Linked DNA regions of Mus musculus: regions 2, 3, 4, 5, 6 and 7 are each linked to region 1. Evidence: chromatin contacts called from public HiChIP or PLAC-seq, Micro-C and promoter capture Hi-C data. All regions are on one chromosome and are shown on one strand. The core of a region is the stretch at or near the end of the contact, and the rest is flanking DNA. Distances in the headings are between cores, read along the strand shown.

What was found. Promoter capture Hi-C pulls out the DNA fragments that hold promoters and counts their contacts. Hi-C and Micro-C count contacts between places; a contact is called where the count stands out from the background. HiChIP or PLAC-seq counts read pairs in DNA pulled down with a chosen protein or histone mark.
Region 2: a contact with region 1 is called in a Micro-C map of embryonic stem cells, with 5 times the contacts expected there. The contact joins the promoter of Coq9 here to the promoter of Herpud1 in region 1. A contact is called at or near these places in 6 of 39 promoter capture datasets (erythroid cells, hematopoietic stem and progenitor cells, hippocampal neurons and 3 more), 2 of 484 Hi-C or Micro-C datasets (embryonic stem cells and uterus), 4 of 115 datasets of contacts at active chromatin or transcription factors (memory CD8 T cells, microglia, pancreatic cancer cells and 1 more) and 2 of 9 other capture datasets (adipose tissue and liver).
Region 3: a Micro-C map of embryonic stem cells shows a contact between it and region 1, with 2.6 times the contacts expected there. The contact joins the promoter of Dok4 here to the promoter of Herpud1 in region 1. A contact is called at or near these places in 1 of 484 Hi-C or Micro-C datasets (embryonic stem cells) and 1 of 115 datasets of contacts at active chromatin or transcription factors (pancreatic cancer cells).
Region 4: a contact with region 1 is called in a promoter capture Hi-C map of pre-B cells, with 4 times the contacts expected there. The contact joins the promoter of Polr2c here to the promoter of Herpud1 in region 1. A contact is called at or near these places in 5 of 39 promoter capture datasets (cranial neural crest, hippocampal neurons, liver and 2 more), 1 of 115 datasets of contacts at active chromatin or transcription factors (memory CD8 T cells) and 2 of 9 other capture datasets (liver and macrophages).
Region 5: a contact with region 1 is called in a promoter capture Hi-C map of hippocampal neurons, with 2.8 times the contacts expected there. The contact joins the promoter of Cx3cl1 here to the promoter of Herpud1 in region 1. A contact is called at or near these places in 3 of 39 promoter capture datasets (embryonic stem cells, hippocampal neurons and stem cell-derived epiblast-like cells), 1 of 484 Hi-C or Micro-C datasets (embryonic stem cells) and 3 of 115 datasets of contacts at active chromatin or transcription factors (embryonic stem cells, extraembryonic endoderm stem cells and pancreatic cancer cells).
Region 6: a Micro-C map of embryonic stem cells shows a contact between it and region 1, with 2.9 times the contacts expected there. The contact joins the promoter of Amfr here to the promoter of Herpud1 in region 1. A contact is called at or near these places in 1 of 39 promoter capture datasets (liver), 1 of 484 Hi-C or Micro-C datasets (embryonic stem cells), 1 of 115 datasets of contacts at active chromatin or transcription factors (pancreatic cancer cells) and 1 of 9 other capture datasets (pancreatic islet).
Region 7: an H3K27ac HiChIP or PLAC-seq map of extraembryonic endoderm stem cells shows a contact between it and region 1. The contact joins the promoter of Arl2bp here to the promoter of Herpud1 in region 1. A contact is called at or near these places in 9 of 39 promoter capture datasets (the 3T3-L1 cell line, embryonic stem cells, hippocampal neurons and 3 more), 5 of 484 Hi-C or Micro-C datasets (embryonic stem cells and nephron progenitors), 9 of 115 datasets of contacts at active chromatin or transcription factors (the NIH/3T3 cell line, bone marrow-derived macrophages, embryonic stem cells and 5 more) and 3 of 9 other capture datasets (adipose tissue, liver and pancreatic islet).

The regions. Positions count from the first base shown.
Region 1 is chr8:94,384,990-94,388,112 of GRCm38.p6, reverse strand. Herpud1 (homocysteine-inducible, endoplasmic reticulum stress-inducible, ubiquitin-like domain member 1) reads right to left here and starts at 1,684. Exons shown (of 8, transcript NM_022331.2): 1 at 1,375-1,684. The coding sequence starts at 1,521.
Region 2 is chr8:94,837,097-94,840,293 of GRCm38.p6, reverse strand. It overlaps Coq9 (coenzyme Q9), which reads right to left and starts at 1,881. Exons shown (of 9, transcript NM_026452.3): 1 at 1,797-1,881. The coding sequence starts at 1,872. It overlaps Ciapin1 (cytokine induced apoptosis inhibitor 1), which reads left to right and starts at 1,954. Exons shown (of 9, transcript NM_134141.4): 1 at 1,954-2,042.
Region 3 is chr8:94,874,513-94,877,848 of GRCm38.p6, reverse strand. It overlaps Dok4 (docking protein 4), which reads left to right and starts at 1,537. Exons shown (of 9, transcript NM_053246.3): 1 at 1,537-1,718.
Region 4 is chr8:94,855,463-94,858,839 of GRCm38.p6, reverse strand. Polr2c (polymerase (RNA) II (DNA directed) polypeptide C) reads right to left here and starts at 1,390. Exons shown (of 9, transcript NM_009090.5): 1 at 1,199-1,390; 2 at 1,044-1,093. The coding sequence starts at 1,284.
Region 5 is chr8:94,770,699-94,773,739 of GRCm38.p6, reverse strand. It overlaps Cx3cl1 (chemokine (C-X3-C motif) ligand 1), which reads right to left and starts at 1,560. Exons shown (of 3, transcript NM_009142.3): 1 at 1,406-1,560. The coding sequence starts at 1,475.
Region 6 is chr8:94,011,133-94,014,315 of GRCm38.p6, reverse strand. Amfr (autocrine motility factor receptor) reads left to right here and starts at 1,676. Exons shown (of 14, transcript NM_011787.2): 1 at 1,676-2,097. The coding sequence starts at 1,855.
Region 7 is chr8:94,664,780-94,668,107 of GRCm38.p6, reverse strand. It overlaps Arl2bp (ADP-ribosylation factor-like 2 binding protein), which reads right to left and starts at 1,508. Exons shown (of 6, transcript NM_024191.2): 1 at 1,207-1,508; 2 at 450-511. The coding sequence starts at 1,244.

The sequences.
Region 1 (3,123 bases), core at 435-2,934:
CAAGACATGCTCCTCCTGCTTTGGCCTCTCCAGTGACATATTACAGAAGCGCACCACTGCGTCCATTCCCGGTATTTTTGTAAGGTACAGATTTGTACACCCAGGAGACCTACTGGTATTTACCAGCTTAGGTCTTCAAATCCAAGGGGCCCAATGTTCCTCACCTGAGGAAAACAGGCCTCAAAACAGCTTTTACAAATGATGCAACCTGACCCGACAGGAGCATCATTTATGCACCTAACTGCCACCTCCCAACAAGAACACCTGGTTTCTTGAAAACAACCACGGAGATCCTACACACTGCCCCGACCAGTTCCAGGGGCTTAGACGCTTACACCCAAAGTGATAAAGTTCCTCGCCAATTCTAAAAGGAAAAGCCTTGTTTACTTTCCCGACAACTCGGAACAAAAACAAACTGAAACCCACGCGCCACTGCCGGTTGGAGCTCTAAGGCCACTGTTCAAAGTCCCCATCTGCAGCCACCCGATTGCCCTCTCCTGTCGGATCCAGAACTGTACTCGTGGACACTTACATAACATCAGAGAACAAAGTAAATACAGGAAGGTCCAGCGCACAGCCTCCGTCACGTGGCAGGGACCGGAGGGGTGGGCGGGGCTAGGGAGCTGTTGACAGATGTGTCAACCAAAGGGGGAGGGGGAGGGGTGGGGAACCCCACGGAACAAGAAAGTCTCCTAACTGACCCACGGTTGTCGTCAAATCAGACTCAGGGCTACTCCAGCTGCTGGCTTCCTTTCTCAGTCATCCTTCGCTAGAAAGTTAAGGGGGCTCCTCCCCGAGACTAAGTGCGGCGCGACAGGGAGGGGCGGTCAACGGAAGGCTGCAGGAGAAGAGCCATGTCTAGCCTATGGGCGTGGGACCTTCAGAAGTTGGTGACTGGGCACGCACCCCACCCTCTAGCCAATGGCCCAATCTGGCACATATACTGTCTGTCCTCGGTACACCCAGAAGTCTCGTTTGGCAACATTTACTTTTCTTATTTCTACCCATCAGATGCAAGCCGAACTGGGAACACCCAGTCAGTCACCTAGTAGTTTGTGGAGGGTCACTGGGACTCGGATGGGGAAATGACTCATTAAGGTCAAATTACTGTTTCCCTGGGAGGATGAGGAGAGGGTACAGGGACGTGGGGCAGATGTGTGACAGCCTTGGGAGTTAGGTGTAATGGGAGGTGAAGAGATGAGGGGCTAGAAGAGGGCAAGCGCGGACTGGTGGAGGCCCAGAAGAGATGACAAGCGCTAGGGCGAGCAGAGGGGCACAGGAGACGGTTGGGCAGGAAGGAGACTCGCGCCCTGTGGTGTGTGACAGGTGAGTTCAGGCAACCCTGCAGGCGTGGCACCCCGGGGTCCCACTCACCGGGCGCTCGGGGTAGACTCGGCTCAGGTGGGCCTTGAGGCGACTCACACTCCAACTGCGGTCGCCACTCAGCTCCAAGTCGCGGTGGCGCTGATTGGGACTCTTCACCAGCAGCGTGACCGGCTCGGGCTGTGGCTCGGGCTCCATGTCTGCGTCGCTGGCGGCTCGACTGCGCTCAGGGATGCCGAACGGGCGGCGACGCAGCCGTCTGAGACCACACAACGACACTTGGCGTCTTTGGGACACGCGCCCCCGTCTCGGGTACCTTTTATGGGCGCCCCGTGCCAGGGCTCCGCAGATAGCGCTCTCTGTGGCTGCCATCCATTGGCTGAGACAGAGGTCAGTGTCCAACGTGGCCCAATCAGCGCCCGGAGAAAGGCGGCGGAGAGGCGGGCTAAGCGCGGGGGTGCGGGCTGATGCAACCCGCCGTGGTTGCGTCATCCTGAGTCCCGACAGCGGCGCGGGAGCGGGTCTTCGGCGGCCATGTCAGGGTGCCCTCTGGGGCGCTGGTCCTGTTCAGGCTCCTTAGCGCGGGATGCGTGCGGTGCCTGAGCCTGGCGGCCTGCCTGACTCCCAAGATCAGCAGGCTCTGCAAATTGTGCCCTCACAAAGCGGCCCTCCGCCCTTTCTGACCCCAGGCGCCTGGGCATACGTCTGTCCGCTTGCATTTTCCCTGGTGGCTGCGCAGCCTGGCATCCAGGGAAGCCTTACGAACTAACCAGGCCTTAGAAGCGAAGAGAAACCAGGCCTGTGTTGCTCTGAGCTGAGAGGATGAAGGATTCGGGCACTTTCCAATGTGCCTGCAGCAAATTTAACGATGCATCAAGTGTGGAACATACCCCTTATAGTAATGGCACTAAGTGCCTCTTGATTGACAAACCCTCTAGGAGACACTGGAAAGGGTCATCATTTATGAACTAACAACATCTGCTGCTTTTAAATTGGGGTTGCGACAAGCACAGCAGTGGTCTCAGATACCTGAAATCTGACCAGAGGCAGTGCTCCAGTGTTTCCTCTGAGTTTGAAAAACAAAACTGGCATTGCTCCGGCCCATCTTTGTCCCAATCCTGTTGGGATACCTGGGTTTTCAGCCATGTCCAGAGCTTACAGAGGTCAGAGAGGTGATAGGAGAGTCCTGTTCGGGAGATGGTTATGTGAGTTTGTCACACAACCATAAGAAAGTGTCGTAAACTGGAGGCTCGAGCAACAGAAGTTTATTTTGAAGCTGTAGAGGCTGGAAGTCTGCGACCAGGGGTTAGGGCAGCATTGCTTTCTTTGGGGGCAGAATCTGTACCACTCTCCTAAGTTCTGCAGGTTTGCTAACTGTCCTTGGGACTTCTTAGCTTTGGGGAGTATTTTTCCAATCTCGAGCTTTCCGATCACATGGCATTCTCCGGGTGTGCACCTGTGTGCGTGCACATACACGGGTGTGAGTGTATCTGCATCATCTTTATGCGTATCTCTGTCCAGTCTCTCCCCTGCCCCCTTTATAAGGGTATCATTCGCATTGTCGTGGCTAAAGACCTCATCTTAACGATTATCTTTCACAAAGATATTTCTAAATGCCATCACATTCTGGGGCTGAGACGTCAGCGTCTCTCTGGAGGACACCCTGCACCTCACCGCAGCGGCATTTGCCAGTGGTCCACCAGGGACACGCCGCAGAACCTCAGCTGCTTTCCTTCCCAGGTTTTATGTTGAAGACCACTGAGGCCAGTGTGGTGTTACAACATAAAGGCCTGCATCAGG
Region 2 (3,197 bases), core at 632-3,131, 450 kb before region 1:
GGGGGTAGGAAGAAGGCATCAGATTCCCTGGTGCTGGAGTTAAGGTAGTTGTGAGCAGCCCAACGTGTGTGCCGGGAAGCCAACTTAGCATCCTCTGCAACAGCAGGATGCACTCTTAACTGCAGAGCCTCTCCCTCTCCTCCTAATTAGTGTATTTTACAAGAACAGTATAGGTAACTCATAGTCTGTGACAACAGTTAGAAATGTTTTGAATGTTTTATAAATCTCTGAAAAGCCATTTTCCTGGATCTGTCTCACTTTCTTTTGAGTGCCTGTCTTTTTTCCACAACCACTGTGCTCAAGCCTACATGAACATCTTTGTTAAACTTCATCTGCTTTAAACACAAACACACACACACAAATCAAAAGGCCAGCCCGTATTATTTTGAGACATAGACTTCCTATATAACTCAGGCTGAGGCAGGACTAACAAGTTTTTAAAAAAGAAAAAAGAAAAGGAATAAAAAAGAAAAGCATGATGACACACTCTTTTAAGAGCACTCAGGGGGCTGGTGAGATGGCTCAGGGGGTAAGAGCACCCGACTGCTCTTCCAAAGGTCCGAAGTTCAAATCCCAGCAACCACATGGTGGCTCACAACCACCTGTAACAGAGATCTGATGCCCTCTTCTGGTGCGTCTGAAGACAGCTACAGTGTACTTACATATAATAAATAAATAAACCAAAAAAAAAAAAAAAAAAAAAAGTAAACTCTGATTAAAAAAAAAAAAAAAAGAAAGAAAACACTCAGGAGGCAGGACCAGGCCAATCTCTCTAAGTTCCAGGTCAGTCTGGTCTATATTACAGTGAGTTCCAGGTCAGCCAGAAATATAGAGTGAGACTTTATCTCAAATACTTCAGAAAGGGGACGGTTACTTCGGAGATACCTGTTGTAAACTGCTTGCATAACATTGAAAAAAAGATGAATGTTTGGGCTTTAAGGGCCCACCTAATATAAAGTTGTCGGGAATACAGTTGAACTTTTTGTGGACACAATTTCATGGGTAAATACCCTATGACTGGATTTGTTGGCTCACATTGCATTATTTTTGTTAAACATATTTCGTCTGAAACTCTAGCTAAAAATGCCACAAAGGAAGTCATTGAAAATAATAAGGAAAGAAACACAGAACAGCATGCTTAACAACATCAGCATTTGCTATAGGCCCAGAAAATTTGAAGTGAGGAGCCCCCAAAGTATGGTTGCGAGATCTCTGCGGTTCATGGAGATTTTAGTTGCATATTTTTTGTCACTGTGTCAGTGCAGAAAGATTCTATATACGGACAGCGATTTTTGCTTTTCCACTTAATGACAATGTACAAAGTTTCTAAAAGTAAATGTCTACTATTACTGTGGAGATAAAAATACGGGGCATATGGCAGCAAATGACGAATGTCACCAGCTTAGTGACGTGGTGTGGCAATAACTGACTCTGTGGCTGTTCGGTCGGTTTCTCCAGCGAGGCTGGCACAGCGCCTACGGCGACGGAGAACGCTTTGGAACGGACGAGCTCTGTGACCTTGGGCACACCGAGCCCTCTCTGAAGCTCCATTACCTCTGGGGAACCGGGGTGACAGGACTGCCCCGCGGCTTTTGCCCCCTCACAGCTCAAAGTCCGGCGACTGAAACCCTTAAGTGGCTTTTTCCAGCTCGCGACTCCAGCGGCTCCACGCCGATGCCCTTTACCTTGCTAGCCCCGACCAGAGCCTCTATCATCCCACGCCAAGCCCAGATCCGCCCTGCGCCTTCTTCCCGTTTTTCCCCCTCGCGCCCCGGCTCGGCTGGCTGTCACCTCACCGGGCAGGCACCGCAGCTGCAGGAGCCTCCAGCCCAAGCGGCCGAGGACACCAGACACGGCTGCTGTCGCCGCCATCTTGGAAGTGGGCACGCACGCACGCTGAGGGCGGCGACGCGCCGGGCAGCGTCACGCGTCAGTGGGGCCGCGTCCGCTCACTAGGACTCAGGTGTTGTGCGGCGTCTTCTCGCGAGAGACCAGGACGAGAAGCCGGCGTCCGCGGAGCGGGTTTTCAGGCTACGAGGAAGGTGAGGACGCTCGGGGTCGCTCGAGCATCTGAGCGGGCTTAACGGCCCTCCTAGGGGCCACTCTGGTCTCCCGTGCTCTCGCTTCGGCTTCTGGCGCCGTCATTGTCACCCCTTGGGGAAGCCGGGGTGAGGGGCCGCGGCGGCCGGGGCCCTGCACGCGGCGTGCTGGACGCCGGGGCTCGTCCGCCGCCTTTTTCCGCGTGGAAACCCGGAGCTGGCATCGGGACCGTCAGTTTACTCCTAGCCATCGGTGGTGACCTTGAGTCTCCTCCAGGGCACTTGGCGGAAAGCACCAAAGGTGGGGAGAACCTGGAGCCACAGGTTGTCCATTCGAGCCCGGCATTTATGTCCTAGGATGCTTGTTTATAGAAGGAGCCACCCAGGCTTTTGTCCTGGAGAGTTGCCCCTGTGCCGGGGTGTGGTCCCTAGCGATCACTAGCCATTTGCAAGGTCGGGAGAAGTTCGCTTCTCGGTGCCTGAGTCCAAGCTGCGGGTCTTCAGAGTAGAGCGGACTGCCTCGCTTGCTCTACCAGGGAAGTCTTGATGTTTGCTAGAAGTAAACGGTGTATGTTTAGTGTCATGGTCATGGGGTGGGGGAACATGTATGTATAGGTGCATACGCATGTGTGTGGAGGCCAGAGGACAACTTGGTGTTTCATCAAACTGTGGCCACCTTCTTTGTGACAGGGCCTCTAGTTGGCCTGAAGCGTACCAGTTAAGGCTGGATAACAAACTTTGCCACACGAGCTTTTGAAATATATATACACACACATACATATATACTTATATGTATGTACACATATATGTGTATGTATATATATGTATGTGTATGCATGTATACACACATATATAAAGATTCTGTGTGTGTTGGGGAGGAGTGTCTGCTTCCACTTTGAGTTCTGAGGGTTAAACTCAGGTTGTCAGGCTTTGTAGCAAGCACCCCTAACCCACTGAATCATCTTGGTAGCCCACACCCAAGGTTTTCTATGTGGGTTCTGGGGCTCAAACTCCTTATGCTTGCAAAGCACAGCCTCGCCCTTCCCAGAGCCCTGATAATGAATGGCTTTTGAGAGAAGAGTTTCACCGAGGAGCGTAAACTGTCCTCAGAACTCCTTCACCAGTCTCCCGAGAGAGCTAGGGTTACACGAAGGCTCC
Region 3 (3,336 bases), core at 288-2,787, 490 kb before region 1:
TTGGGTATGGTGGCACTTGGGAGGCAGAAGAAGGCAGGTCAAGGCCAACCTGGTCTATACATCCAGTTCCAGGACTGCTAGAGAAATCCTGTGTCAAAAAAAAAGGAGGAGAAAGAGGAAGAGGAGGAGAAGAAGAAAGAAAGAAAGAAAGAAAGAAAGAAAGAAAGGAAGGAAGGAAGGAAGGAAGGAAGAAAGAAAGAAAGAAAGAAAGAAAGAAAGAAAGAAAGAAAGAAAGAAAGAAAGAAAAGGGAATTAGCACAGTGGGTAGAAGTAGATATTGAGTAAAAATTTTGAAAGAGAATGAAGTTTAGGAATCCCACTTAGAGATGATACTTCTAAATTTCATTATATTATTACAATTAATTTGCAGTTCAGGGGATTGAACCTAGAGAAGGTTCCTTCCTTCCTTCCTTCCTTCCTTCCTTCCTTCCTTCCTTCCCTCCCCCCTCCTCTCTCTCTCTCTTTCTTTTCTTCTTTCTTTCTTTCTTTCTTTCTTTCTTTCTTTCTTTCTTTCTTTCTTTCTTTCTTTCTTTTTGTTTCTTTCTTTCTCCCCCCCTCTCTTTTTCTTTCTTTCTTAAGTAGGATCTCACTAAGGCTGGCCTTGAACTCATCAGCTTCCTGCCTCAGCATGGGATTATAGACAAGTACTACTAGGCCAGGCTAAGAGGCCTCTTTTTGTTGAAACTCTCTTTTTTTCTCTGTGGCCATACAGCTTCTCTAGCAGTGTCCCAGGATGAAAGCAGTTCACTCTGAGGGCTTGAGAGCTGAGGACTTTATGAGCTGCTGTTTGAAGTAAAGCAGAGGGTCAAGTTTGGAAGCTGCATGGGAAGGTCAGGAGGTCATGGGAAGGTCAGGAGGTTCAGTTTAGCATCCAGGAAGAAGAAAGCCATTTCCTGTCCTATAGCCCCGTGGCTTCCACTTAACACACACTTTAGTGACAATCCTGGGACATTTTAAGCGGACAGAAAATGGCTCCTTTACTTTGCTGGACAAGGCTGAGTCTCTAGTGTTCCGGCAGAGGGGGTGGGGAGGTAGGGTTGGGAGGATACGGGGCAGGGGATATACATGCGTGGGTACTGGGTTCTTGATTCCTTCATGCATTAGGCTAATCTCTCACAGAGTGCAGCTGAGTGTGCGATTGGGGAAGTGGGGCAGGTACTGAGCAGGACTGGATGGTAGCAAAGTGTATGTCTAGCAGGGTACTGACTCTTGATGTTGGGAGGTGAGGTTCAAGGACTGGGAGTTGATATAGGGTTCAGCCTCCAGCAGATGCAAGACCACGTGGGTTTGAGTTTTAGAGCTCAGGGAGGAGCTGGTGCGACTGAGGTGGGTACTAGAAGTGAGCAGAGGGCTAGACTGCCAGGCGGAAATTTCTGTCCTAGTAATAAGACTTTGGCAGGACTCCGGGACGAGGCGTGGCTCCGAGAAGGGGCGTGGCACGATGCCAGGGATGGGCGGGGGCGTGGCGGTGGGGCGTGGCGCGGCGCCAGGGCGGCGCGGGGCGTGGCCTCAAGGGGCGTGGCGTCGCGGATCAGCAGAACCAGCTACCTCCCGAGTCTCCTCTGGATCCGGAGCTGGCGGCTGCGCTTCACTTCTAGCTTACAACCAGAGCCGCGCGCCGCCACCCTACCTTCCCCTCCCGGCCGCGCCGAGACGCGGGCATGAGCCCGCCCCGCGTCCCGCGGAGCCAGCGCCCCGGCCCGGGCCTCGGCGCCTAGGTAAATAGGGGAATACGAAGCGCGGGGGGGGGGGGGGATCCCTAGGCCTCACCGAGACGTGAGACTCCCGCAACTCTCATCCTGGGGCGCCTGTGGTCACCTCCGGAGCCCGCGGGCTCTCCCAGCTATGGGAGCGTCCTACTTTAAGGAAGGAGGACTCAGACGCGCCTCTCGAAGCCAGCGAGACCCTGAAACTCCCTGAGCCGTCCTCAACCAGCTCCCATCTCTAGGAAGCGCAGGTGTGAGTCTTACCTCACCTGTATTCCCCATGTAACCCATCAGAGAAACCCAGATCCCCGGTTCCCTGAGCCTCTTCCCGGAAGCAGCCTTCCTCGCCTTCCTGCTCCCCAAATTCCAAGAGACACTTTCCTTTTACTGCCTATCCGACCTGCAAGTGGCATTCCTATTCATTGCAGTCCTCCGGGCTAGCAGCCTCCTGCCTTAAAACCTTTCTCCTCTGGCTCTGGGAGTCTGTACACATTCTTTTGGAGACAGCTATCTGTCACAGCATAAGGACCGGAGTGGAGCCTTGGGCAGTCGGGAGTTCTGTGCAATCTGCCTGCGTGGAGCGGTGGGAGCAAAACAATTGCCAGACACTTGGATGGAGGGCTTTGATAAGACAGGGCAGCCAGGGGCCAGGTGTCAGCTCCAGCACATTCCAACAGCCTCCAGGGGCTGCGCTTCCTGCACATTCTTTGAGGGCCCTTTTCGGAGAAATGCAGGCTGCTGTGTAGGTATCCCAGGTAGGTCCCAGGAGCTGTGTCCCTCTCGCTCTGCTGCTAGTCTCTGTGCCTGGGTGCTGGGTATTCCTGGGCAGGGCACCAGGCTGGATGTGACCTCATCCAACAACCCCAGCCAAGGTGGGGCCCCTAGCCAGGCTCAGACAGTGTCAGCAGCAGCACAAGTCCCCTGAGGCAGCTTTGAACAAACTGTGGATCACGGACCCGGCTGGTTCTCCTGGACTTTGCTGGTCTTGCCAGTTGGCACCGAGATGTGGAGAAGTGGGAGCCCGCTGCCGCTTACACTCTCTGGAAGCAGAGCTGATAATGGTGTTGAAAGGATGGGGACAATGCTAGATATAATTAGTGTCCCTCCCTAGATTGGCATCCACTCTGTCCTTTATCAGTGTCCTGGTCACTGGGATGGAGCTATAGCTAGATAGAAGGGGCTTGGGAACTGTCATTGTAGGTGTCCCTACATGGCCAAGTGACAGATGAAGGAACCGGGAACATCAAATCTCATAGTGACATGTGACAGACTGAAACACTGGATGTTGAGAGACAGCTAATTAGCAAGGCCAGGGTGTCAGGAGGGCCTGAAGGAGGAGGCAGATTTTCAGCGGAGCTCCAAATGAGGCAGTGGAATATACTTGAGACCATGGGAGGGAGTTTAGTTAGAGGCAGGAAAAAGCAAGCGCAGTGAACTTTACTGAGAAGGCTTTATGTACTGAGAGGTGGCAGGGTACCAGGGGAGAACAGACAGCAGTGGTATGAGGCATTGGACCACATTGCTGGGGACCATGAGTGTTCAGATGTCCTGACCCCCCCATGTTCGCTCTGCCTGGTTCAGTACTTGTGGCTGGCTCTCCTTGGACCAAACCTTCTGGGGCTTAGGGATC
Region 4 (3,377 bases), core at 141-2,640, 470 kb before region 1:
GAAATTCATTTTTAAAAAGACACCAGGATGGATTTAAAAAAACAAAAAACCGAAGTCTGTCTGTCTGTCTGTCTCTCTCTCACACACACACACACACACACACACACACTTCAACAATAAGGAACAAAAGTATGTTGTTTGTTAAAGAAAATCTTAAGCCGGGCAGTGGTGGTGCACGCCTTTAATCCCAGCTCTTGGGAGGCAGAGGCAGAGGCAGGCAGATTTCTGAGTTCCAGGCCAGCCTGGTCTACAAAGTGAGTTCCAGGACAGCCAGGGCTACACAGAGAAACCCTGTCTTGAAAAACAAACAAACAAACAAAATTAGAAAATCTTTATAACACATGCTTTCTCTCATGTGGAATCTCTCTCTTTTTCTCTTTCTCTCTTTAATAAAGAGAAAGTTCGGAGCCTGCAAGATGTGCAAGATACTTTTTGTTGTCAAGCCTTAAGGAGTTCAATCCTGGGCCCCATATGGTGGGAGAAGAGAATCCCTCCTACAAGCTGTACTCTGACCTCTACACATGAACTCCGGTACTCGAGCCCAGAGATAGACACATATATGTAAATAAAGGTTTTCAAAAAGATAGGGGGAGACGACAAGAAAGTATAGCAGGGTACTATCTGGAAGGATGGGAGAGACCAGGTACACTCTGTGTGTGTAGATTTCAAACTACATAACGAAGCCCATGATTTTGTAAAATCAGCATATATGTTCAAAAGACACCAGCCAGTAGCGAACACTGACGTCAAAGCAAAAGCGCATCATCTACACTACTTCGGCAATCGCTGCATCACCTGCTAACGACGCCTAGCATCTACACCGCCCGGATGAGGAGGCTGCAGCCCTCCGCTGTTTAACAGTGCTTGGTTTTGATTTCTGTTGCTTTGGGGTAGACGAACAGTACTGGGAAACCCGCAGCTGAGCAAGGCACGCACCAAGGCGGGCCTAGGCTGCCCCAGCCCAGCGTACAGCACCGCAGTGTTCTCAGCCCCCACCCCGGGCGGAGGGTGGGCGGCACGGGCTCCCAGGGACGGTCGCTTACCTATTATGGGCACCTCTGCGATGAAGACCCTCCGAATGGAATTGGCCACCCTACAGGAGGAAAGACAGGCGGTGTGAGCGGCCCCGAAGCCACAGCCCCGGGGTCAGGAGCTCGAGGACCCGGCCGCCCGCCCGCCTCTCCCCTCGCCGCCTTACGCCAGGTCCGTGTTCTCGATAATGAACTTGACGTTCTCTTCGGTGAGTTCCGTGATCCGCACTGTTGGCTGGTTGGCGTACGGCATCGCGACCCTCCGCCAGGCTCCCGCGCCAGCCGCACAGCGCGCCTGCGCGGCCACCAGCAGTTTGTCGGCGGGGCAATCGGCGCTTCCGGCTAGTCGCGGGCGCAGCGCCACCTGCTGACCGGAGGCCGGAACTCTCCTGGCCTGTGTTTTCTAACCACACCGGCGCCAAAATGCATTGGTCCTATACTCTTGAAATCCCCAAGATATACAGCACAAAAATTAAATGTACAGGGTCATTCATGCCAACGTTATTTATAACTGCTAAAAATAACGCATTAGGCAATGATCGATAGAGACTTGGTTAAACTTACATACGGGGCTGGAGATACGGCATTGGGGATAAGAGCACTGGCTGTTCTTATGTAAGACTTGGATTGTATTCCCAGCACCCATATGATGCCTAACATCTTTAGCTTCAGTTTCTGAGGAAACTCTCTCCTGGTATCTGAGGGCACCAGGTATTCACATGGTGCACAAATATACATGCAAGCAAAACATCCTTATACATAAAAATAATTTTTAAAATACATAGGAATACAATGAAACCTTAAAAAAAACCATTAAAAAGTTGTACATCTATACATGAACAAAATGGCTAGGGAGGTGACTCAAGCATGCAAGACGACTGATAGGTTATTTCTCTGCTGGTAAAATGAGCCAATTCAAGACAGATTAGAATATATTAAAAGGCAGGTTTATTGGGAAGCTGCTCTCAGGTGAGTTCACTGGCCTTAAGAACAGAGGCCGGGGAACCGCCATGGGAAGGGCAGAGAGGGAGAAGAGAAAGGGCCTGGGGCAGGGGGAGGGAGATAGATCGATCCAGAGAGCAAGAGCAAAATGTCTGGATTCTATAGGGAAGAACCTCTTGGGGAAGGGCAGCCCAGCCTCTGGGCTGGAAAGTTCAGGGTGGAGGCAGAGCATGCCAGGTGGGGACTGAAGGATGCTGGGAGAACCTGGAGGCCAGGTCTGCTTTGACGGGTAAAATATGCACCTCAGTCACTTGTTCCAGGGTGCGAAGCCAAACCCTGATGTGCAAGGACACAAGGTCAAATTCTCAGAACACCTGTAAAGAGGCATGGTAATGCAAGAGTCTAATCTTAGGCTCCTGTGAGTAGGAAGATGGAGAGAAGAATCCCCTGGATGCTCTCAGGACAGTTAGATAACACACAAAGAAGCAAACAAGAGACCCACATCCGAGCTAATGTCAGAGAGAGTACTGTAATGCATACACAAGAAAAACAAAACCCATGTTTTTTTGTTTGTTTGTTTTTGTTTTTGTTTTTCAAGACAGGGTTTCTCTGTATAGCTCTGGCTGTCCTGGAACTCACTTTGTAGACCAGGCTGGCCTCGAACTCAGAAATCCGCCTGCCTCTGCCTCTGCCTCCCAAGTGCTGGGATTAAAGGTGTGTGCCACCACGCCTGGCTTTTTTTAAAATTTTTTTTTAAATGTATTTCTATTTTATATGTGTATGTATGTAATGGTACCAATACATCACGTGTGTGGAAGGATGCCAGGCCTGACTGCAAGTGCTCTTACCCACTGAGCCACCTCAAAGGTCCCCAACGTATACTCAACAATGTCCATATGTGTTAGACGATACACACTTTCCCTTCTACTCTTGATCGTGTGATGTTCTTCTGAAGTAGATACAATGCTCTCCACTTCTACAGATCTGTGTAGTTGCAGCTGAGGAGTTTAAATGGGCCTCTAAAAAGTGGCAGCTGTTCACACAGAGAAAAGAGGCCCTTAAACGGAACCCTGAAGGAACTACATTTAGAGGGCAGAGTTACCAGAGAATAAAGAGTTGCTGTAACAAGGAGTCACATTTCTTCCTGAGGGAGAGAGAAAAGCATTGACAGAGGGGGGCCTGGTCTACAGCACACACCATCCCTGTGAATCATGAATCACACTTGTCTGCTGAGAGGGATGCTATAGAGGATAGAGAAAAGATGAAGTGTAATTATGTGGCAGTAACTCTATGGAATGTCGAGAGGCATTAAAAAGAAAAAATCAGAGGTACAGAAAGAGCCTGACAGAAAGCCCTGTGGACAAGATCTGGAACTCAACTCTCCCCATCAGCTGATTTAAACAG
Region 5 (3,041 bases), core at 311-2,810, 390 kb before region 1:
ATTTGGGGACTGACGCAGATGCCCTGCACCAGCCTGCAGCATCCCTAAAGCCTGAGACACCCCCCCCCCCTTGCTGAGGGAGCTCTAGGGTGAACCCAGCTGAATACCTCATTCAAGGGGAGAAGAAACTGAGGTTCACTGGGGTTGAGTCATCCATCCTCACTGTGTCCTGGCAAAGCCAGCAACCACGATTAGGGTCCTCAGGCATCAGACATTCTGGGTTTTCTTTTCAACCTTGCCTAGGATTTCCCTATAAGCTTAGGAAAGTGATAGCTACCACCATGACCACATGCACTTTCCAAAATGCCTCCCTAGACACTGGAGTTTTCTCACCGGTAAGGCGTGAATGCTACAGCAGTTGGGACCAGAGAAGTCAAGACCCTGCTCCATTGACACACAGGGAGGTGATGGCAAAGCAACCTCCATCTGATTCCTACTTCCCCGTGCGCACTGTCTACAAATATCTCAGGCTTGAGGGCCAGAGCTCAGACAGCAGAAAGGCAGGCACAATTTTATCCCACCACCCCCACTCCCACCCACTCACCCACCCAGCTCCCTGTGGCACTGGTGATTTAGTTCCATGGAGATATCCTTGATGCTGGGGGTTGGCTCTCATTTTTTTCCAGTTTCACAGTGCGCCCTAAGGCAGAGTGCCACCTTCTCTGAGCGACAACCTGCTAATTTAGCCTGGCTAAATAGCCTCGGCCCTCCCTGAGGATGGAGCTCTAGAGGTTAAAGGAGGTGGAATGGTCAAAAGAGAAGGTGGGCAAGGCTGTTGGTCTCTCCTTCCTTAAGTCCCTGGGCATCACTCTCTCCTGCCCTGCATACTGGCTGAGCATCCTCAAACAGATCTCTAGCTCTAGCTCTCCATCTTTCCTATGTCCCTAGGAATGTCTACACCTTGTACTACCAGGTAGTGGACTCCAGGAAGCAAGTCCGTAGAGACAAAATATTTTCTAAGCTGGGTTTGGAGAAAGTGGCAAGGATGATGGGGGAGACACAGGCAGAGAGACGACAAGCTGCACGCCAGTACTAGAGACAAGCTCCATCCCCATGAGCTGCAGTGACCTTGACCTTAACTATTTCTGGGGGCCTGGAGCGACAGGGCAGGGGAAAGTCCTACCTAGTCCCTGGCCCCGGGCCAGAGCTTATACAGGTTATAGTTAACCTCAGTAGGAAGAACCACCTCTTGTCCGTCAGCCAGGAGCCTGCTCAGGTTTCCCTCAGCCCTCGCTCTCCTCCCCACACAGCTTCTGTCTCCCACAGACACCTCCGAGGTGTCTCCCCGACTCCCACCCCAGAAGCCACTGGGATGGCTGGGACTCGCGGGGGCCTATTTTCCCCAGGGAGATGCAGTCTGCATACCCTTCCTTTCTCCCCGAGGTAGGGTCCGGGACCCACTCACCCGGCAGCAGAGTACACAAATGGAAGAACGCGGCCAGGCGCAGCAGCCACGCGAGCGGCGAGGGAGCCATGGCTGGAGTGCAGGAATTCGGCGGGCCAGGAGGCTGGGCCGTGTCGCAGCTCCTAGTAGTCACTCGCGGCTGGTCTCGGTTGCTTTTTATAATGGGCTGGCAGCCTCCGCCCCCGGCGCCCGCAGTAGGAGGCGGTGGGAGGGGAGAGGAAGAGCCTGTAGCTGCGGCTGGATTCCTCCCAGGTTGCCAGGGAACCAGTTGCAATCCTGCGCTGGGCTCCGCTGCGGGAGCGGCGCGATGGGAACCTGGTGGGTTAGCAGGGTTACCTTCCCTGGAGAACCTAGGTCTTGTCTAAGCCGGACACTGAGCCAGGGACATGCAGAGCGCTGGTCCCCGCCAGGCCGGATCTGCCAAGCTCTTTCTTGATCTGGGGGCAGATGGGGTCTTTCGCCCATGCGATGCAGAACCCCCAGCAATCACCCCTTAAAATCCCCAGATACATTTCAGCCTATGCATCTGCTGGACTCAACACCGAACCTGGCAAGCAGTTTCCTGAAACATAGATCCAGTCCTGCCTTCTATGGACAGGTGGGGAAACTGAGACCCAGAGAAGGGAGAGACCATTCCAAATCACACAGAGCTTCACTCGATAAACTTATCAAGACCACGGAGGAGAAGACTGCAGAGCCAGGGCTGCTGAGGACATGGACATGGAGGGAACATGGGCCTCCTGGCCTCCTTAGCTGTTGTGTAGCCCCTCTAGCCTTTGCTCTATCCAGGGCTGGCTGTGCCTTCTGCTAGCTCCCGAAACAGCACAGCCACGAACTTGTCTTCGGAGCTAAGGGTCTCTTGGCTCCTCTTGGACCCTAATGCAGAGCCTTAGAGAGGTCCTGCCTCCTTCCAGGGTAGCTCTGCCACTGTAGAGTCTGGCTAACCCAGCTTCTGGCTCGGATCTTCCAGAAGCTTTCTCCATGAGACCAGGCAAGACCTAGCAGCAAAGCTTGGGTACTGCACACAACCTGACTTCCCGGAAGACAGGGAGTACAATCCTGGGAGTCTAGAAAAGTCAGAGCCTCCCCAGCCTCGGGCTGGGAGTGAATTGCGCTACTCTTTTTGGGCTGCCAGCCAGAAGGAAAAACCAGTTTGTGTAGAAAACTGTCCTAGGCTAAGGTGCCAGTTGGACCATAGCCAGCCTGGTCCAGACTGCAGAGGCTGCAGCTGCCGCCCCCGAAGACCTCGTGCTCTCTCCTGCTATACATTGTAGCAGGGCTAGCACCTGGTGTGGGTACTGATAGTGTTGAGGGTGGCTGTCCTGGCAGGGATCAATATCCACTGAGGCCCAGAGAACCTGCCCTCAGCTGGCCAGATAAGAAGCCAGGAAGCCTCATTTTACAGCTGGAGAGACTTAATAAGAAGTGATAAAAATGGAGGGCTGGGCCAGGTAGGGTACCTCATGTTTGTAATTGCAGCACTGAAGAGGTGGAGGAAGGATCGTCTAAAGTTCAAGTCTAGCCTGGGCTACATAGTGACTTCCAGCCTGGCTAGAACAAAAACAAAAACAAAAACTCCAAACCAAACAGGGAAATAAAACCCAGAAGTCTAGGTTTCTTTGTGCCTGTGCAGCAG
Region 6 (3,183 bases), core at 427-2,926, 370 kb after region 1:
GGTTAATTTCATCTGTTACAGATGCTGGATTTTCAGAGAGCCCACGCTTCTGAGATGAAAGAAGGCAGCTTTGTTATCATCAATATGAAAGGACAAGTTTGGTATCTAATACTGCTGGGTTGTAGCTTACATTGAGTGTGCATCACAAATGAATGGTTTAAAAATCATCGTGACTCAGATCTGACCTTGTAAAAATCTCTCTGGAAAATTACCACCCAAGTTTTTTTCAGAATAAAGATTTCCATTATTTGGACAATAGTGTTCCGGCTTGGTATTTTATTTTTACATTTAGTTATGTGTGGGGGAGACACAGATATGGAAGTCCGAGGACAACTTGGGGGAGTTATGAGAATCAAACTCCAGTTTGTAGCAAATGGTTCATCTCACAAGCCATGTTGCAAATGACTGGGAACGAACCAAAGGGAACTATATTGTACAAAGACTCATGATGAGATGTTTTTAAGAATTATAACAGTGGTTAATTTTCAGATTTAAAAGATCTATAGAAATATTTGGCATGAAAAAATACTACAAAGACAATTTCTCCACATTAGAAAATTTGGAAAATTCAAAGCTGTTTACAGAGCTACATTCTGGGATAGGCACTAACACATGGCTCGGGGATATAATAATTAAAAACTGTACCCTATGTTATCTTATGTAATTCACATAGATATAACCTGCTGTTTATAGTGTACAATTCAGTGACTTTGAGTGTATTCATAGTTGTATAACAGCAACTTTAGAAATTCTCACTTCAGGAAACTAGTACCCCAACCTGTCACTTCTTTAGCTGTCACCTCCAGTTCTTTCAAACTCCCCTTCTACTCTACATTGCATGCATTTGTCTTATCAGCGTGGTCACACAGAATTTAGATATCTGTGTGTGGCTTGATTCAGACATCGTCAACATTCTCTGATATTGTAGCATTATCTGTACTTTATTTTCAAACGCTATAATTCGAGGTTTGCCTCTCTGGTTTTTAGGAGTAGTGCTACTGTCAGCCTCAATGTAGGGACTTTGTGTGGGTGTCTGTTTTCATTTCTCTTGGATGTTTACTTAACAAGCAGTGTAACTGCCAGGACGAAGGTCACCCTTTGGTTTACCTTTTAGGAACAGGTATTTTCCAAGAAACTAAGCAGCATTTGACATTCTTACTTGTAGCTAAGAGGGAACAGATTTTTATTTCTGGTTAAATTGGTTCCTCCGTTTTAAAAATATTCTATCTCAAGGCTTCTCTTATTTCCTAAGCATCATGTCGCTTCTTTAGGACACCAAGGAAGCCTCTAGTCTACAGGGTGGTGGGATGGCGGGTTTACCAGCTTTGGCGGGGAGGAACAAGCGACAAGTGGCCAGGGGCAGGGGTCCCGCACCCTCACCCTGCCGCCTGACCACGCACACAGGCCTGCCGTCATTGCCTACGGGCCAGGCTCACCCCAGAGCCCGGCTCGGGTGCGCTCGTGGCTTCAGTGGGCCCAGGGTCGCCAAGGATGCTGCAGGGGGCCGGGACGCGGGGCCCCAGGCCGGGTCCTGTGCTCTCGGGGTTGCAGAGCGCCGGCTGTGGGCGGGGGACGAAGGCCGCGCCCCCGCGCCCGTCCCGCCCGCGTCCCGCTAGGGGCGGCGGCCCGCCCCGAGTCCGCCGAGGCTCTTCCGCGCCGGCAGGGGCAGCAGCGGGAGCGGCGCGGGGCGGAGCGGCGCGAGCAGCTAGGAGCGGCCCGGCTCGGCCCGGCGCAGCGGCGGCGGCAGCGGCAGCGGCAGCGACGCCAGAGCCCGTGGGCGCCTTTCGCAAGGCCGCCGCAGGCGCCTGGCCGCAGCGCGGGAAGCCTCGGGGGCCGGAGCCCGTCGCTGCCGCCATGCCGCTGCTCTTCCTCGAGCGCTTCCCGTGGCCCAGCCTCCGCACCTACACGGGCCTCAGCGGCCTGGCCTTGCTGGGCACCATCGTCAGCGCCTACCGCGCCCTCAGTCAGCCGGAGGACGGCTCGGGTGAGCCGGAGCCGCTAACGGCCCCACTGCAGCCCGAGGCGCGCCTGACCGCCGGCGGCCCCCGGGCCCGCGACGTGGCCCAGTACCTGCTGTCGGACAGCCTGTTCGTGTGGGTGAGCGAGGCTGCGGGCCGGGCGCGGGGGCGGGCGGCCGGGCGGGAGCCGCCATGTCACCCATTATCCGCAGGGGGGCGTGGCCGGGCCCTGACCCCGGCCTCCTCGGCCCGGGGACCGCGGCCCTCGCGTGGGGCTCGAGGCCCAGCGGCGCTGCGAGCGTGGCGGGCCGCGGAGAGAAGGTGTCGGGATGCCGGGGAGAACAGTCGAGGCAAGGGCGGTCGGACCCGCGGGCTCCAGGGCGGCGGGGTGCGGCGACCCGAGGCTGTGAGAAGCCGCGACACGTCCGGTTTAGCTCGGCGTTGTTGGGGGCGGCTCGCCGACGAAGAGAAGGCCGAAGTTAGGGGGACATTTTACTCTTCGCCAGACAACTTCGAAATGGTGCTATTTGTCAATGCGTTAGTCCCGATGGGCGCTATTTAACGAAGCAAACAGACCAGCTACGTCCTTTTATCTCACCCCCAACCACCCCCCGCGATGGTTTGTGACTGTTCCCTTTTTGACAGAAAGCAGCAAAACACTTTCGGGTCGGTGTGGCAGCCCCTCCTTTGAACGCGATTCCTCCGTTTAGCGATCCATTTTGAAACAAGGGTTCTAGTTTGTCTGCCGGTGCGAGATAAGCAATGTCCACATGCCACAAGTACTGGCTTCGTTTGTTACATCATTTTAGGCTGGGCAGATCTGAGAAAATTTTGCTCTCACCTTGCACTTGAGTGCCTCTTCTATGAACCCTCAGAAATAGGAAAAGTTGCTCCCGGATTTAAAAAATTGTCACTTGGATTTCCTGTGGCTTGGTGGGGATCGTATCTCCCCACACGGCGCCTAGAGAAGGCTGTAAATGACTGAGGGGTTAATGTTATAAGTTTGTAGAACTATAATGCAACTCATTTGTTGTAATTATTCCCACTGTGCTTCATCAGGAAGCAGCGGGATTTGTGAACTTCGTGGGCTGCAGATGACGCCTCCTGGTCCTTTGGTGCATAGTTTCATAGAAGGCAGTGAAGGGCAAAGTTCCCCTTTCTCTACTCCTAAGAAAAGATGAACTGTTCGTCTTTAGGGTAAACAACTTAGAATTATTATGTTGGG
Region 7 (3,328 bases), core at 259-2,758, 280 kb before region 1:
AGCCATCTTGCTGACCCACAGATTGTTTATAAAGACAACAAAACTCAGTATGGCTTGCTTACTATTACATTGTGCGGTGTGTTAAAATTTCAGTGTTTTGTGTTTTGAAAATCAACTCTTCACATTTATTTCTCTGCATGCCCTTATAAGCAGAGGTTTGGGGTGTTGAGATGGCTTGGGGGCTGAAGGCACTGCTGTGTAAGACGGGTGACCCGAGATCAACCCTCAGAACTCACATGAAGGTGGAAGGAGAGAACCAACTCCACAAAGTTGTCCTCTGAGCTCCACATAGCCATAGTCTCCTGGCAACAACCCCACCCACGATCCATCACATATGTAAATGAATACATTAAAAAATTGTTGTAAAGCAAGGGTCTACTTGATTTAAATCAAGGAATTGACCATAGGAACTAGAGGGGCACAAGTCACTTAGTAGTGTCGAAACTTACCCATAATAATGTCCTCTAAACATCCAACCACAGCATCAAATTCTGCATCAGAGGCGGAGGAGCTGAAAAAACACATCAGGATTAGGTGCCGGTCCAAATAATTATTTTTCGAGCTGAACTTGTGTTTTCTGTGGGTAAGGGCATTGAACCCAAGGCCTTGCACACACCAGGCAATCACAACAAAGCCCACTAGCATTTTTTAAAATGTAAGATTCCCAACGTGCATAAAAATAATAGCAAGATGATCCTCCCATCACTCAGTTTCACCAATCAAGGATTATTGTCTAGTACAGAAATTACAAACACAGGAAAACACTCGTGACGAAAACCGGTATGACAATCACAAAAGCAGCCAACAATTTGGGTAGCTGAGGCTGGTGCGGCACAACTTCATACTTCCGCGTTTATTACCCGCAGGATTTACTCACCGCATCCTGGCTCTTAACGCCACACCTATCTGCTGGTGAATGTGACCGCACGCGGGAGTGGCACCGGCCTAGGGGGTAACTGGTCAGGAGTGGCTTTAGACAGGCGGTGAGGCCGCCGCCAGCCTGGGCAGCTCAAGGCCTCTGGGTTTTTGCTGACGGCCACGATTGAGGCCAGAGGATTGTGATGGAAGCGCTGGTTATCTGTGACATATGCCCGTGGTGGCCACGGGAAGAAAACGCCCCGCTAGAGCGGAGCCTCGACCGGCCAGCCCGCAACCCAGAGGACGTCCGCAGGCCGAGGTCGAGCAGACCCTGGCCGCTTCACTTACAAGGACAGCGCGAAGCTCTCTTCTTCTAGGGCGTCCATCGTAGGGGCGCCGCAGTCACCGGCCCGGGCCCGGGGCCCTGCCGCTTCCTACCGCGCCCGCCGCCGGGCCGGGATCCTCTCTGACCCGCGCGGCCTCAACTGCATCAAGGGCCCGCAGAAGGCCGCACCCACGCCCCGCCCGGCGATCGCGCGAGGACGGGGCTGCGGCTCCTGGCTGGGCCCAGCGCCCGCCGGCCTCTCGCGGGGCTACCCCGCCGGTGTGTTAGGGCAGACGGAGCTCGCAGCCCCGCCTCCTGTCACTATGGTTACCCGCGGTTCCAGCAGCCAATCACAGCCTCAGGTTCCCGGTCTCACGCAGAAGACTGCAAAAAATGGTGGCAGTAGACTTTTTTTTTTTTTTTCTGGATGAAAGAATTGGAGCCAAGAGCCTCGGTTTCTTCATTTTCAATTTAGGAATTGTAAAGATCAGGTAGTTGAAACCGTGTTTTAAGAGCGCTAGAAATAGCCAAATTGCTCGAAAGCCACTCTCATAGTTTGTCCTAGATAATGCAGACGTCTGATTTACTAGAGAGTTACTTCTTGGAAGTATGGAAGGGTCCACGGCATTAAGTGGATGACTTGTAACTTAATTTGTGATCTTCAAATCAAAAGCAGTGCGTTGTGGCATGCGTCTGTAGTCCCAGCACTTGGAAGGTGGAGGTTTAAGGCATTCAAGACCTGCTCAGCTACATAGTGAGTTTGCTGCCAGCTTACTCGCACCAAACCCGTAAACAATTATTAGGCAGTAAGTGGTTCCTTGGGTAATTATGCAGCACAAAAATGTTGACAACCACTGAGAGAGATGTAATCAGAAATTGAATAACTGCTTTGGAGAAAGTCCCCTCTAAAACTGCCACACCATGAAGAAAGGTTTCCTGGGATCGCCCCCCCCCCCCGCCCCCTTTTTAAGCATGCCTCTTTGGTGGTCTGATACCTTTTAGCCAAATGTGTAGTACATAACTAGAAAATTTATGGTATGAATTAGGGTTACGTGGCCAATCTGAATCATTTTGGAATGGACATAAAATGTGTATCCATGGATCTATCTTAACAGCATCAGGAACCAAGATGATTTCAAAGACACTGGAAGATCAGAGTATCCTGGTCAAGCTGAAGACAGGCGTGCTGGTAGGTTTTTTGTCAGCTTGACCTGAGTGACCTGGAAAGAAGTTGATTTTGTGTGTGTCTGTCTTTTTTCATCAAGACAGGGTTTCTCTGTGTTGCCCTGGCTGTCCTGGAACTCACTCTGTAGATCAAGCTGGCCTTGAACTCGAGACTCACCTGCCTCTGCCTTCCAAGCACTTGGATTAAAGGCCATGTGCCATCACCTCCTGGTTTTGAATGTGGATTATTTTAATGACTGAGGGAAGGCCCAGTCCTCTGTGGGTGGTGCCATATCTGGGCAGGTGTAGGATCTATGTAAGGAAGCTCAGCATGCTATGGAGAACAAACCAGTTAACAGCATTTCTTTATCTACTTCAGTTCCTGCCTTCAGGTTCCTATCTCAACTTCCCTCAGTTATGGACTGTTGCATGGAAGTGGAAACAAAATAAACCCTTTCTTCTCACAAATTGGTTTTGATTAGTGTTTTGTCACAGCTCTGATAAGCAAACTAGGACAAGCATCTAAAAATTCTGTTCCATTGAGCACTGGTAAGACAGCTCAGAGCAGACAACTAAGATCCTATTAGATCCTTTTTCTATATCCTATTTACTTTTGAATACATACATGAACTGCCTGCTGATTCCAAATCATGGATCCACGGAGAAAAGGAATGAAAAATTTGTCTCCACTAGTTACCTATTGCTCTTTACAACTCCTCTCTCAAGAAACCTAGTGAACTAAAACATTTCATTTACTTATTAATCTGCATTTTGGGAAGGTCTTGGCAAGGATATCTTTTTTCCATTTGGTTGCACTGGAGCTTGAGATGACTTTCACAGAGCTCAGGTGGGTGGCAATTTAGTGGTGGCTCACAGCTGGGAGTTGGTGAGGATTGTGGTGGTGGTGGGGTAGTGGCTTGGGGAAGGGTGTCAGTCCCTCTCCATACAGGCTTTCTGGAGGTGTTTGGGTTTTCTCACACA